Linked DNA regions of Mus musculus: all the other regions are linked to region 2. A link is a contact called in public HiChIP or PLAC-seq data. All regions are on one chromosome and are shown on one strand. Each heading gives the region's core, a stretch centred on a gene start, on an enhancer-like site or on the middle of the called end of the contact. The rest is flanking DNA. Distances are from core to core; before and after follow the strand shown. Region 1 has its middle 11 kb from the start of Epgn. Region 2 holds the start of Odaph (odontogenesis associated phosphoprotein). Region 3 has its middle 38 kb from the start of Gm19619.

Region 1 (4,514 bases), core at 258-2,757, 950 kb after region 2:
AGCATGCTTACTTACCTACCACTCAGGAAATTGGGACTGGTACTGCCCTGCAGAAGGGGCTGTCTGTCCAGCACACAGTTCCTGATTCTGGTGCTTGTGGTAGCTATGGTATTTGCATAATTTCAGGCTCAAGGCAGGACAACTGATGGCACCACCTCTCCTGTCTCCTATAGACTTCCTTTAGTCTGATGGCACCATCTTTCTATTGAGTGTTTAGGGAACTCTTAACCAACTTCTTGCCACTAAAACAAGCACAGGTTAGGCTAATTTCCTCACATTTGAGCTGTGAGTCAAACCCAGGCTCAAAAGTGTTCCAAATACAAACTCCATTACTAAACCCCACCTTCTAGACCAGTTTGGGCCAATTTACTGCCAAATTTGTTGCACTGAATAAAAATCATTTCTCCATCACTTGATTAAACATTAACAGTTTTCTCAGAGCATAAGAAAAGGGGTAGGTGAGTCGTGAAGAGAGTAGGGACAACTGCACCTCCGTATTAGCTCAAGAAGTCAGCAATGAAGGGCGGAAAATATGTTACGTTTGTTAGTTTACTTAAGAAAATTCTGCTTGCAAGGTCTTCTAGTCATTTATAGCTTGATAAAGGAATGAACAAGCAATATGAGAACAGGAATTTGAATCCACAGTAATAAGAGGCCTTGGAATTGTGTCCTTGTGACTTTTACCAAAATTTGGGTAGATAAGAAAGTTAATGACAATTCCATGGGAGAGAGCCAACCCCTGTCACTATTAATGATACTCTGCTGTGCTTGCAGATAAGAGCCTAGCATAGCTGTCATCTGAGAGACTTCATCCAGCAGCAGATAAAAACAGATGCAGAAACCCACAGCCAAACATCAGATGGAACCTGGGGAGTATTGAGGAAGACTGGGAGATAGGAATAAGTGAGCCCAGGGGTTCAAGGACACCACAAGAAGACCTACCGAGTTAACCAACTTGATCCCATGGGAGCTCATAGAGACTGAACCACCAATCAAAAAGTATGCAGGGGCTGGACCTAGGTCCCTTACACATCTCTAGCAGATATGCTGCTTGGTCTACATGTGGGTCTCCTAACAATTGGAGCTGGGCTGTCTCTGACTCTGTTGCCTGCCATTGGATCTCCTTCCCCTAGCTGGACTGTCTTGCTATGAACAGATGTCCCAAGGTGAAGTGGTATGCAAGGGGAAGGGGGTAACAGGAGGAGGGATTTATGAGGGTGAGACTGGGCAGGGAGGAGGGGCGCTGTGTATAAAGTAAGTTAATGAAAAACAATTGACTAATATTATTAAGGGTAACAGTCGAAAGGAGGAGTTAATAAAGATATTTATATCAGTTGTGGGGCATGGGGGATGGGAGAAGCTGGTGTCAGGCTTTGAACTGGGAGGTGACTTTAGCAGGCTAACTCGCTGAGAAGACACACCCAGCATGTATTGTAGCAGGAAGCAGCTAGGGATGTGGGCAGGGCAGTGTCTGAGTCATCAGCTGGCACCTTGCCAGCTCCCAGGTGAGTGTGGCTTCTCCTAGCAGGTACATTCCTGGGCAACTCTTTGATCTGAGGTTTTTCTCTGCCCTGTGAGGTTTGCAGTGCAACAGGGCCCTCTACAGGCCTCCTGGTAATTAAATTAAGATGAGGAAAGACCATAACACTAATCCAAACAACCAAGTTGGCAGATTTAAAGGCTCCTAGGAACCTTGAATTGGCAGCTTAAGCCCTGGGGGCCGGTAGCTTTGGAGGATGCAAGCATTCCTAACCACAGCTATGCAAGACAGTTTTCTGCCTTCTCTTCACTAGAAAATACCTTGGCTTCTAAATGTGGGCTTGATGTAAAACAAACACATGGAAGCCAAAGGAGATAATGTCTGTGGGTGGGATCCTCCTGATAACTCTCAGAGTGTTTTTTTATTTTTCTTATAGCCATTTAATAGAATTTCATATCCAAAGGACTCCATGGAGTTAAGCAGCCCCAGGACTGCGTGAGAAGCCTTGTACCTAGAGTGACACAGATATTGTTTTTATATCTCAAATTGTTGCCTTAATCAAGTCCATCAAAATTTAATATTTTTCTCTAAGGAACAATTTGGATAAGGGTAGGACTGAAGGTAATGGAGAGGAAGACGGGGTCTACTGAATTCTACTGACAGCTTGGATGCTTTACTTCTTGTCTCTGATCACCAACCTCAGTCAAGGGCACCCATGGAAGTTAACAGTGCCAGGTGACACTTGTCCACAGATCAACGAGGAATATTCTCAAGTGATCCTTTTATCCCTTGAGTCTTGAGGATAAGCCAGGCTTTGTTTCCAGTCTCCAGTCTGTGGACTCTCCTGTTGGCAGGCTCTTCTCTCCTGTTCTGGCCCCACCCTGACACTGGTATGCACATCTTAATCTGAAGATGACAGTAGGGAATTTCTGTGGTTGGTCCATGACAAAGGCTATTATGTCTATTATAAAGAAAAGAACTGGTTTTCATTTGTAGATCACTTGGCCACCTCTCTAGGTTCACCAAGAATATGAATTTTCCATACCCTGTCGGGAGAGATCCCCTAGGCTATGGCAAAGAGAAAGAGCTGAATGTTGTGTGTCCTTGAACAAGTCTGCACAATTAAATGTGTGTCTGTTGGGTTAATTAAAAGCCTTGGAAATGATTATAAATGGCAGTGCTAGGACACTAGTATGCTCCCTTGATTTGTTAAAGAACTTTATATTGATTCAATACCTTTGTGCAAATTTAAAAGTATAGAGATGCCATTCTTTCCAAAAAAAAGATCTACAGCATGATTTGTTGTTTTTAATTTTTAAAATTTTGTTGACGTTGTTGTTGTTGATGTTGTTGTTGTTGATGTTGATGTTGTTTTTGTTTTTTGTCTTTAAGACAGTCTAGATAAGTAACCCAAACTGGCCTTGAAGATTTGAGATTGTCCCTCTGCCTTCTAAATGCTGAGATTACAGACCCACCACTAATCCTGGCATCTCATTAGCCACTCCCTGAGGACAAGCCACATGGTTAGCTGTAGCTACTTGCCTTTGATCTTAACTGCATTTCAATCTACATACATCTATGCTCCTGTATCTGAGGCACAAAAACGAGAATGAAGGGCCACAAGGTGTTGAGATAAGACTGGACTGAGCGAGGCTGTCCAACTCCTTATCATGTAATCGAATTCCTACCCCCGATGAGCTGTTTCTTCGGAAGCAGCAGGTATTCCCTCATTTAGGTTATGGAGCGAAGTGAAATAAAACAACAGAACACATTTTTTTAAAACACGGGTCTTCTCAAGACTGGAACATGGGTCGCTAGTTGCTCAGAGTCTCCCAAGGTCACCGATTGATTTGAATAATTAACAGAACTATCATCCAGAACTTGAAAAGTATGCTCTTCAATGTGCTACTGGATAGATCTGTGCCAAAGGTTTGGACAGAAATGTGGACTCACCCAGCTTAGCAATGCCAGACTCTGACAAATTCAATTTCAACACTTCCACTGCATCTTGGCAGAAGTTCCTATCTGATGTCATCAGTCAATGATGTAAGGTAGAAAGAGTGGTATTTTGCAATAGGGCTTCTGGTAACCCTTCCCATATGTGTGGGTTGCAAGCTATCAATATTTATATCACACGCAAGATAGCATGTAACATTTTGTAACGTCAAGAAGTTAGTTGGTTTATTCACAAGTCTTTGGCACACGAGCACTGTCCTTGTGTTCAACATCAACAATTTAAATTGTTGATGTTTGTCTTATTTTCATAAGACATTGTTTTTCAATTAAATATAATGAAGGAAAATCTTACTGACATCACCAAAGTGAATATGTCAAAACTGAAGGATTAGATCTGTATGGTGGCAGGAAATTCTAAAAGACGGGTCAGTTTATAATTTCATCCTATGAAAACATGATTATAGGAAAAGTTAACTCGGGATACAGTGACAAGCTGTTGTAAATCATTTTTTTTTGTAAAGTTAATAGCTTTGTATGGGTACTATTACAGGATTTGCGCCACCCCTACCATAGTCTAAAGTACATAATGAAGTACTTATGAATGTGGCTGACCAAAGGATGTACTCTCACAGAACTGACATAGAGGCAGACATGGCAGGAGGCAAAGGCAGAATGGAAGGAAATTCAATTTCTTGGACTGACTGGTTTTGTCACAAACACCATAAACACATCACTGATGATCCACCTACATAGCTGAAAACATAGTTCTGAGGCAAAGGTTTTATTGAGTTGTTCGTCTCAGAATCTTATTGTATACGTATTTCAGCTTTTTGTATGTGCACAGATGTTGCCAGATGTCCCTTCGGCTCCATGGGTATGTCAGAGAATCTTTTCTGAAAAGGCAACCCCTGTTGTTAGATCATAAGAAGCTCATAATCAGATAACTTTCATAAATTCTAGTCTAGGTTTTTGTGTTGTTTAGCTCGGTGTGTTTTATAGTGTTAATAAATAGCTCTCTGTGAGTGAAGAAGATTGAATTGCGTGTTACTGGTTTTCGGAGGGAAGGGGTTGTTTTGTT
Region 2 (4,523 bases), core at 549-3,048:
CATAGCGCCTGTCTCTGAGGATTGGAAAGAGATTAGATACAGACAGATCTGCCAGTCAGGCATGGAACATACACTGCAGGTGAGGCACAGACTGCTTTGACAATCCAAAGATGTCAGAGAAAAACAACCTATTTTACAATAAAGTGCCTCCAGAAAGACTTGTAAGTGTGATATTACAGTAGCATTTAATTGCTGTTACTCGAAGCAGAACTGCAGAGAGCAGATGTGAGGCAGGAAAGGAGCAGGTGCTCTTGGACGGCGAAGGGCACAGGGACACATGTGAGCCTTCCTGCTGGGCAGTCAGTCCCAGAGGACAAGCAGAAATGAGTGATGACCTAGAACCTGTGCTGCCAAGCTCAGAGACCAAATCTCACCTTTCAGACGAAATTTTTATTTGTTTGTCTGGGGACATTGTCTCACTATGTAACCCTGGCTTTCCATTCTGAAACTTGCTACATAGACTAGGCTGGCCTTGAACTCGCAGATATCTTTCCGGCTTCTGCCTCTGAGTGTCAGGATCAGAGGCACACACCACTGTGTTCAGCCCTCAAAGGATAGTTTTAGATATAAATAATTGAAATCTCGAATCTCGTTATAACCTATTTAGCTATTTTCAAAGCCTCAAGAGAACAAAACAAGAGATGTCAACAAATTTGCTCTGTGACTACATGTGCCCCATAAGCTGGAAAGAAGGTGGCCTCTTTTTCAGCAGATGTCCATAACCTCATCTTGGGAATTGAGGAACTGCTGCCCTGTGATAGCTGTAGTCTGTGCAGAGGCTGGGTTAGGGGATCTCTGGGTATCTAGCAACAAGTTCTGATGCCTCTCCCTGTCTCCAGTCTGTCTCAGACATTGTGTGACAACTGCAGAGAAAATGTTGGAAGATGAATGGAGTCTCACTGAACCCCTTGAAAAGCTTCCCTAGGTCAGGGAATGTAAGTGGGCGAGAGGCTCTGTCCAACACTGGATCCCTCCTCACTGAACAGCACCTACGTCTGCATTTAAAGTCAATTACGAAAACAAATGCTAGATGCAGGGCCCCCAGGTTCTCCTTCCTATTCCTTTCTCCTATCTTCCATATCTTCCCTTGGGCAGGGACTTGAAATCCAATGTCCATGCTCAGAGCATCTGCAGGTTCAGTGGAGAGCAAGGGGGAGGAGTGCAGGGTTGGGGGGGGGGTGCTGGGGGAGGGGAGAATGGGAGCAAGGGAGAAATTAGTCAGCCTCAGGAAATCTGCTCACCTTGGTAGAGCCAAGACACAGCTCATCAGGTATGATTCATTAAAGCAATAAACAAAGACTCAGCCTGAAGAGCTGGCTGCTGGAAATGGAAGGAAGCAGACAGTGCTATAATTCCACATAAACACTGTTAGCTCCATAACCGATAACCGTAGTAACAACAGTAGCCTTGATGCAGTGCTTTTAATGTGCAGAGGCTTTTGCTTATAGCTCAGTTGTCCTCTCCAGCCCCACAACAATGCATAATCATATATAATGTTCAAGTATACCCTAAAATCACAGAGGTAACGCTAAGACTGGGATCCAGGTCTTCAGGTGAGCCACCCCAGCCTTTCATTTCATTCACACAGGCTGATGGTAGCAAAGAAACATTTCCAACATATGGAAATATGTAACCATGGAAGCCACCTTTGTTTTCCTGTATGGTATTATTTATCTAACCCACACACAGTAGGTAAAAACTCAGACTCTTACCTTCTGCTGTAGTTACCACCAACCAGCTGACCAGTAACCAGGAGACATGGAAAGCTGGAGCCATGGCTTCTGCCCTGAGCACTCACTGCTCTGGGCCCCAGGCTGCTTTAAAGGAGAGTGAGTGAGTTGGCAGCAGCCTGAGTCAGGCAATTTGCATTTGCATAGTGGACCACAACCACCCGGACCTGTGGTGGGAGAGTAAGAAACTCTCAAGGAAATACCAGACAGTCTTCGTCAACCTGAAGCTTCTGGTAATGCCAGGCAAGCGTCACGCACCTCTCCTTCACTCTGGACTGAAGGAAGCCACCTTACCTTCACTACCCTGTCAGTTCCAAACACTCCCCACCTCAGTGCCTTCTCTTCACTTGTAACCATGGCTCTCCAGCTGCAAGGGAAGGTATTTTGGTTTCTTTTCTATTGCTATGACAAAAACACTATGACCTGACCAAGGCAGCTTATAGAACCTTCTAATGCTGCGACCCTTTAATACAGCTCCTCATGTTGTGGTAACTCCCCCTTTCCCCAACCATAACATTATTGCATTGCTACTTCATAACTAATTTTGCCACTATTGTGAATCCTAATGGAAATATCTGATATGCAGGATATCTGATATTCGACCCCCATGAAAGGGTCTTTTATCCCCTAAAGGGGTCATAACCCACGGGGTCGAGAGCCACTTTTATAAAAGAAAGAATTTATTTGGGCTGACAGTTTCAGATGGTGAGCCCATGGCCACCAAGGTGGGGAATCATGGCAGCAGACAGGCAGGCATGGTGCTGGAGCAGTATCTGAGAACTTATATCTTATCCACAGGCCTGAGACAGAGAGAGATCTAATGTGAAGTGGTATGGGTTTTTGAAACGTCAAAGTCTACCCCTATGCCTCCCAATTCTTCCCAAATAGTTCCACCAACTTCAGATCAAGCATTCAAATGCATGAGCCTATTAGAGCCATTTTCATTCAAACTCCCCACAGAAAAGAACTACCTTAGCTCCTCACCACATAGCTTGACTTCCTGGAGCAAATCATGAGGGAAGAGGAGATTTCCTGATCCAGGTGTTTGAAGAAGCTGCTGTTAGATTCTGACCCAAGTGTATGGTTCTTCTCTGCCCTATGTCTGCCCATGAGGGAAGGGCCATGGGTAGAAAAGTGTCTTTCCTTGTGGCCACTATGGTCATTGTTTAAACAAAAATGAAGAAACCTGGAGCATAACTTAATAAGCCTACTTTCTAGACTTTCTTCTAAGTCACCAACTTGCTTGTAAGATGAACATGTGTCTTGGTCACTGTTATAGTGCTGTAAAGAGACACCAAGACTAAGGCAACTCTTACAGAGAAAGCATTAGATGGGGGCTGGCTTACAGTATTAGAGGGTTATTCCATCATCATCATCATGACAGGAAGCCTGTCATAGTGCAGGTAGACACTGGGGCAGTACCTGAGAACCACATACTGATCTGTAAGCAGAGATGTCTGGGCTCCACATGGGATTCTGAAACCTCAAAGCCCACCCCCAGTGACACACTTCCTCCAACAAGGCCACACCTCCTAATCCCTTTAATCCTTTTAAATAGCGCTACTCCCTGGTGACTAACTAGTCACATTCATGAGCATATGGAGGCCATTCTTATTCAAACCACCACAGCCAGACACACCAGTGCTTGGCTGGCCTCCCGAGAGGATTCTTTCAGTTGTGAGAGTAACAGGAAGTGGTCACAAGAATTAAGAGGCTGGTTCTTGTTAGAAAAAAGAAATACCCAAAACTTTCTAATATCATTTTCTTTTCTCACTTGCCATTTGATTATCTGTTCAAGCCAGCATGGTGACACTAGTCAATTATTGCAGGTATTTCAGAGGCTGATGTGGAAGGAAGGCTTGACCTATGAGTTCTAAACTAGCCTAGGCAACATAGTGAGTCAGATGCTGTCTCAAAAAAAATGTATTTTTTATCAGTTTAGAGACATGATCTTTGATGTGGCATTTGTATTAGTTGGCGTTCTGTCACCATGATGAGATACTTGAAAATCAATTTATAAGGTAGAAAGATTTATTTTGGCTCATAGTTTAGAAGTGTCCTTGGTCAGCTATTTCTGCTGCTTTTGGACTGTGGTGAAAACATTATTGTAGGGGCACAGGCTGCTCATCTCACGGTGACCAGGAAGCTGAGGGGGGGGGGGCTAAGGGTCCCAGTAGTCCCTTTAAGGGTGCCATCCCCAATGACCTAACTTCCATTCACTAGTCTTAATCTGGTAGAGCTTCTACCACCTGCCAGTGGTGCTCCAGGCTGGAGACCAAGGCTTTTTAACACATGGGCACTTAGGGACTGTACTGGCTAGTTTTGTGTCAACTTGACACAAGCTGGAGTTATCACAGAGAAAGGAGCTTCAGTTGAGGAAATGCCTCCATGAGATCCAGCTGTAAGGCATTTTCTCAACTTAGTGATCAAGGGGGAAGGGCCCCATTGTGGGTGGGACCATCCCTGGGCTGGTAGTTTTGGGTTCTATAAGAGAGCAGGCTGATCAAGCCAGGGGAAGCAAGCCAGTAAAGAACATCCCTCCATGGCCTCTGCATCAGCTCCTGCTTTCTAACCTGCTTGAGTTCCAGTCCTGACTTCCTTTGGTGATGTACAGCAGTATGGAAGTGTAAGCTGAATAAACCCTTTCCTCCCCAACTTGTTTCTTGATCATGATGTTTGTGCAGAAATAGAAACCCTGACTAAGACAGGGACATTCGAAATCTGAACTATAGTAAGTACCTCCCCCAGAGGAACATTGAGGTGTTGACACAAAGCTCAAACTATCATGATAAT
Region 3 (5,074 bases), core at 1,407-3,906, 670 kb after region 2:
ATATGCATTCATCTTAGAACAGAAATGAAAAAAAACCAACGTACAGTGTTCTTCCTTTCCCTTCTGTTTTCTGATTTTGATTGGAATTGTTGCTTTTGATAAAATTTTAAGACACACAGAAAAATCACTCGACAAAGCAACATAAAACAGATTTTTGACATTTTTCTGACATCACACATTTCAAAGTGAAAACTACTGTTTAAAGATCACTTGAGAGCCCTTGGTTTGCCAATAAAGAACTTACAGGTGGGACCAGTCACCTGACTCCCTTGGTCAACTGCACCTAATCTTGGAGTGTGCTCACCCAGGGCCCAGACTAAGTTATACAAGCTTCTAAATATTTCTTGGGAAAAATCATTAATCTTTTTGGCAGATGTCTCAGTGAACAACTGTTTGGAAAAAAAGGAAATGATTGTGGATTGTAAGCGAAGCCCACATTTTTTATTTGTGTGTTAAAATGTGATCAGAGGCATCAAGAAAATAGCAATTATGGTAAACCGAGTCAAACAAACTGTTATCTTCATCAAAAGCGCCTTTATATTTTCTCTGTAGTGTTCCTTCCGTACCTCTCCTTGAATGTAGGGGAGGGGTGATGTGTAGTAACAAAGCAATGGCGTTTCTCCCTAATTGCTAAGGATGAGAGAAGCTGTCATGAGTATTCTCTAGCAATTAGGGAATATTTCAGGCCCCAGAACACATCAAGCATTCCCATTCCTAGGAACTCCTACCTTGGGAATCTTCACAGCGGACATATTAAACTATACCTGTTTTACATGCCAGTTATCCTTTCTTGCTATGCAACCCATGAAATATTGTTTTCATCAAGTTGAGACTAGTTAAGAATGTGTCCTCTTATACTAATGAGCTATATTCTGTGCCAGTTGAACTAAAGATGTCAGTTTGGCACACTTATTAGTTTGCTATAGGCACCACAGCAAACACAGCAGCTTAAGTCTCTATTATTTACCTGTTACAATGCTAGAAGCCAAAAATCCAAAGTCAGTTTTAATGAATTAAAATCAAGTGCTTCCAAGGAGATCCTCTTCTTGGCTCTAGAAGCTTCTGGAAGGTGCCAGCTTGGCTATGGCAGCTTCACTCCTGCCTTTGCCTCCTCTCGTCTCTGCAGTGGCCTTCTTTTTGAGTATAAATAAACTGTGAAGCAACCTGAGAGTAGTCATGGGATGGAGACATGTAGTTTCCAAGAAGGCAATTCTATAATTAAATACTGTGTGGGGGAGCTTACATTATCTTAAGTCATTCCACTCAGACAATTGTGGTAGGATAAATGACATTGATTGTGGTTTTGTGATGTATAAAGGAGGCACTTCATTTAGGACATGATAAATCAAGATAAATAGTTACAGATAAATACATAGATGAAAACATTGACAGTCAATAATTTAGTAGACATACGTAAATATGTGATATTTTGTCTTTGCTTAAAAATCATTATTTTCTATATATTTTTCCCTTATTTAATTTTCATTTTATGTACATGGGTATTTTGCATGCTTGTATGTCTATAAATCATATGTGGGCATGGTGCTGTCAGAGGCCAGAAAAGTGTGTTGGACCCTCTGGGACGGGAGTTAGATATGAGACATAAGCTGCCCTTTGGATGCTGGGAATTGAGAAATGCTTTTAGACAGTCACCTCTCTGACCCCTTATAATATTTTACATAGTAATATTTATTAACATTTATTATAGTAAAACTATTCATTAAGTGGGAGAAAGAAATAAGCTTGAGACATTCAATATATTGTATCACCTTATATACTTATCTGGTTTAAGTTTCTTAATCTCTCTGCCCACAGGACAGTTTATTTTTTCTTAGTTTTAATTCATCATTACAATTTGGCTAATATTCTTTTTCTCATAGTATGTGTTTTAATGGCTATGGAACATGTATTCATGTATTGGTTAGAAATTCATTCAAATCCAAATAGAAGTGCTTGTCACAGGAGTGTCACCAGTCAGGATACTGCCTTCTCATTCAATAACAGCGTTGTTACAGTCACTTGGGGATGTCAAAGCAGCTTCTCCTGTCTTTCTGTCCCGCTATTCTTGAATATCAACTTCACTACTGCAAAATAGTTGCCCCAGCTCCTGATATTAATACACTCTTTCTAGAGAGAGGATAAAAGGGTCAATATGAAGGAGAATTCCTAACTAGGTCTGACCCTTAAAAAAACAGTCACATGTCATAGAAGAGTCAAGAGTAAGTTCTTAAGTTCTTAAGCCTCCCTCAGGTGTTTGGCTCCCCTGACCTGGATCCAAGTGGTGTGGGACTCCCTGTTTCTCAGTCTTTATAGAAAAGTTCTAGGATCTCAACCTTCCCAAAGCTGTGACCCTTTAATACAGTTCTTCATGGTGTGCTGAACCCAACCATAACATTGTTCCATTGCTACTTCATAACTTTGATACTGTGACGAATAGTAGTATAATTATCCAAGCTGAAGGATATCTGATTATGTGACCCCTGTGGAAGAGTCATTCAACCCCCATGAGGGTCATGACTCACAGGTTAAGATTAGGAGAAAGACATTGTAAATAGACTTGGATAGAAGAAACAAAATAATTGCGTTCTTCTGTTTCCTTGACAGTCCTTCCACACCGCTGAGCATGCTGGGAAGAGCACACCACAATCTCACTGACTCATTTCCTCCTCTTAAAGTTTAAGACCTCTGCTGCCTTCTTTACTGAGTCTGAATGGAACTCATGTTCTAGGCGCAGCATAAAAGGAGAAAAGAGCTTTCACACAAAATATGGGAGAAGAGCAACCCCAAAGGAGCCCCTAGTCTATAGAAAATATCAAATGTTGCTGGTTAGGAATTACAGAACCTGCTTAACCTGGAAGGTAGAGTAATTTCCAAGTGGTTAAAGCATGAAACCCATGAGGATTGCAGCTATTGGCTTTCCTACACAAACCCAGGAAAGTGCCCTTCCTGGACACTACACATTATTTCAGCCCCTGGAACCAGTTTCAAGACTGATATTGCTTTGTGAGTAATCACAGGTTATTGTCAGCCAAGCCTAGGCTTTTTCCAGCATCACAGCTATTTCAAAACTTAGAATTCTCAACTGCTTTCTCTGGTTAATTTTGTATATGGAATGCCTATGTGTGGCAAAGCTCTATGATCGGCGCATCTTGATCATAGATGTGGGGTGTCCTGCCCAGGGAAAAGTGCTGCCTATCTGGCTTGTCATGGGAAAGCTCGCTGACCCTTGTCCCGAATGACTCATAAGGTTGACTGCCACTCCTGCCCTGTTTGTGGTGTGACTTCCCATGGTGGATCTCTGAGCTCTGCAGCATGTTTGCTGCTCTGGAGATGTTAACGGTAGAATCGTGGGAAGCGCGTTGCTGAGGTGCGCACTGATTCCCAAGCGTTCATACCTCTCAGATGAGCCTGTGCTATGTACACCACAAAGGGTCATGCAAGTGCCTGAAGTCACGAAGAAACTTCTTTAGACTTATAAAATGGGAATTTAATATTTGTTCCAAAAGATGGTATAGTTTTCAAGCAAAAACAATGTGGGTTTTAAATTATCATTGACTGATCATTGAACTTTTCAAAATATCTGTCTTCCTGTATAGAAAACATAGGATAGTAATATACCTGGGGATAGCATGAGCATTCCTTGTATTATACCAAAAACATAGAAAATGTTAAGTGTTTCCAGTAGAAGCACTCACAGAGTTTTACCTGTACTCAGGTTCTCTGAGATGCTCCTCACTACCTGTCTTAATACGCAGACCCAACTATGAGGGATCCTTCTAGTGGATGGCAACTATATTCTCAAAATCTAGACTTGTATCTTGGGAGGGCTGTTGGTAGTGGGTGCATAAGAGGTAAGGGAAACTTATCCAACCATTTGAAGCTTAATTTATGCTCAGAAATGCAAGATATCAAGAAGCACACATAGAATCCACAGGTTAAGTTGTGCTATCTCAGGTCAAACTGATCAGGTTGAGCCATAAACGAGACTATCTATTCAACAGAGACTGATGAATTCCAACACGTATCAATAGTCACCCGGTTTACTCAGATCCATGAGCAGAAATCATGTGCCCACCGGTGCCAGCTAGTCAGATGCTCAGCTCTCAGTCCTGGGGCCCATCTTCTAGACTAAATGGAGAAGGAGATGTCTCTGCTGGAGAGATGCTATGTGCAGGTGGAAGGAAAGGACTGTCTACGACAGATGAAGAGGAAGCGCCAGATCTTAGGGTCCTTGTACTGAGTGCCATGTGAATCAAGCATGCTCACGTAAGATCTTTGATTTTTAAAATATTTGTGAAAAAGAGATGCAGCTAGATGAATATACTGAAAGTCTGACTGTGTTTGGTGATGGTGGCTTATGTTTCCTGGGTGCTGGCAGGTCTGATAGGAGACAGGATGATACCTCAGCAGTGGGCAGGGACTACCACAGCCAATGTAGCTGAGGCCTGGGGCTCCTCATTTGCATGAATTCCCTTTAGGTCTCTCTTCCCAATTTTATGTTTTATATATCTGCATTGTCTACGGTTAAAAGTTCCCAGAACCACAGAAGCTTCTGCCCTTTCCAGCCTGACTGCACCCTAGGAAGTAGTGAGATACAGTTAGCAGTAGGGGGAAGGGCAGATAAAACAGAAGGGAGTGGAAGAAACTGATCCTTGTGGGAGACTCAGAGATGAAGAGGTTAAGATCACAAATGTTAATGTGGGCTGTGGCATGATTCCTGGACTACACTGAGATGAAGTTTACCTTTATAAACAATATGACTGTATGACTTTATTCAGAAGTTTAGGAAACAGGGAGCTATTATGTGTGTGTGGACAGAGCAAGAGACAAGGTCCTTGTGAACAGGAGATGGAGAACAAGCAGTGTCAAGAGTTCAAATGGACTGAGATACAAAGGCTGTCTAGGGAGTGTGTAATATCCCCTGGTCCCTCAATCTTTGGAGACACTGAATTCTTACATTATATAATAGTTTCCTTTCCCTGTGTTTACATTCCAAAGAAGACAGATCTCATGGGAGAGTGCTTGACAGCCAGCTGTGCTCCCTTGGACCTTGGGATCCATCCTTAAATGCAAC

Evidence for each region. HiChIP or PLAC-seq counts read pairs in DNA pulled down with a chosen protein or histone mark.
Region 1: a contact with region 2 is called in an HNF4G HiChIP or PLAC-seq map of pancreatic cancer cells. The contact joins the enhancer-like site here to the promoter of Odaph in region 2. A contact is called at or near these places in 3 of 39 promoter capture datasets (embryonic stem cells, hippocampal neurons and liver), 1 of 484 Hi-C or Micro-C datasets (cerebral cortex) and 1 of 115 datasets of contacts at active chromatin or transcription factors (pancreatic cancer cells).
Region 3: a contact with region 2 is called in a FOXA1 HiChIP or PLAC-seq map of pancreatic cancer cells. The contact joins the enhancer-like site here to the promoter of Odaph in region 2. A contact is called at or near these places in 10 of 39 promoter capture datasets (the 3T3-L1 cell line, 3T3-L1-derived adipocytes, cranial neural crest and 5 more), 3 of 484 Hi-C or Micro-C datasets (the N1E-115 cell line, cortical neurons and ventricular fibroblasts), 1 of 115 datasets of contacts at active chromatin or transcription factors (pancreatic cancer cells) and 1 of 9 other capture datasets (embryonic stem cells).

What each region holds. Positions count from the first base shown.
Region 1 is chr5:91,035,809-91,040,322 of GRCm38.p6, reverse strand. No RefSeq gene overlaps it. Among named protein-coding and RNA genes, the nearest start is that of Epgn, 11 kb to the right of the region's middle. Within about 2 kb of position 1,507, at least 64 of the 459 cell types and tissues checked have an H3K27ac peak or open chromatin away from gene starts, as enhancers often do. A contact at or near this core is called in liver and pancreatic cancer cells, where this site is marked.
Region 2 is chr5:91,984,748-91,989,270 of GRCm38.p6, reverse strand. Odaph (odontogenesis associated phosphoprotein) reads right to left here and starts at 1,798. Exons shown (of 2, transcript NM_001177577.1): 1 at 1,713-1,798. The coding sequence starts at 1,776.
Region 3 is chr5:91,318,098-91,323,171 of GRCm38.p6, reverse strand. No RefSeq gene overlaps it. Among named protein-coding and RNA genes, the nearest start is that of Gm19619, 38 kb to the right of the region's middle. Within about 2 kb of position 2,656, at least 21 of the 459 cell types and tissues checked have an H3K27ac peak or open chromatin away from gene starts, as enhancers often do. A contact at or near this core is called in pancreatic cancer cells, where this site is marked.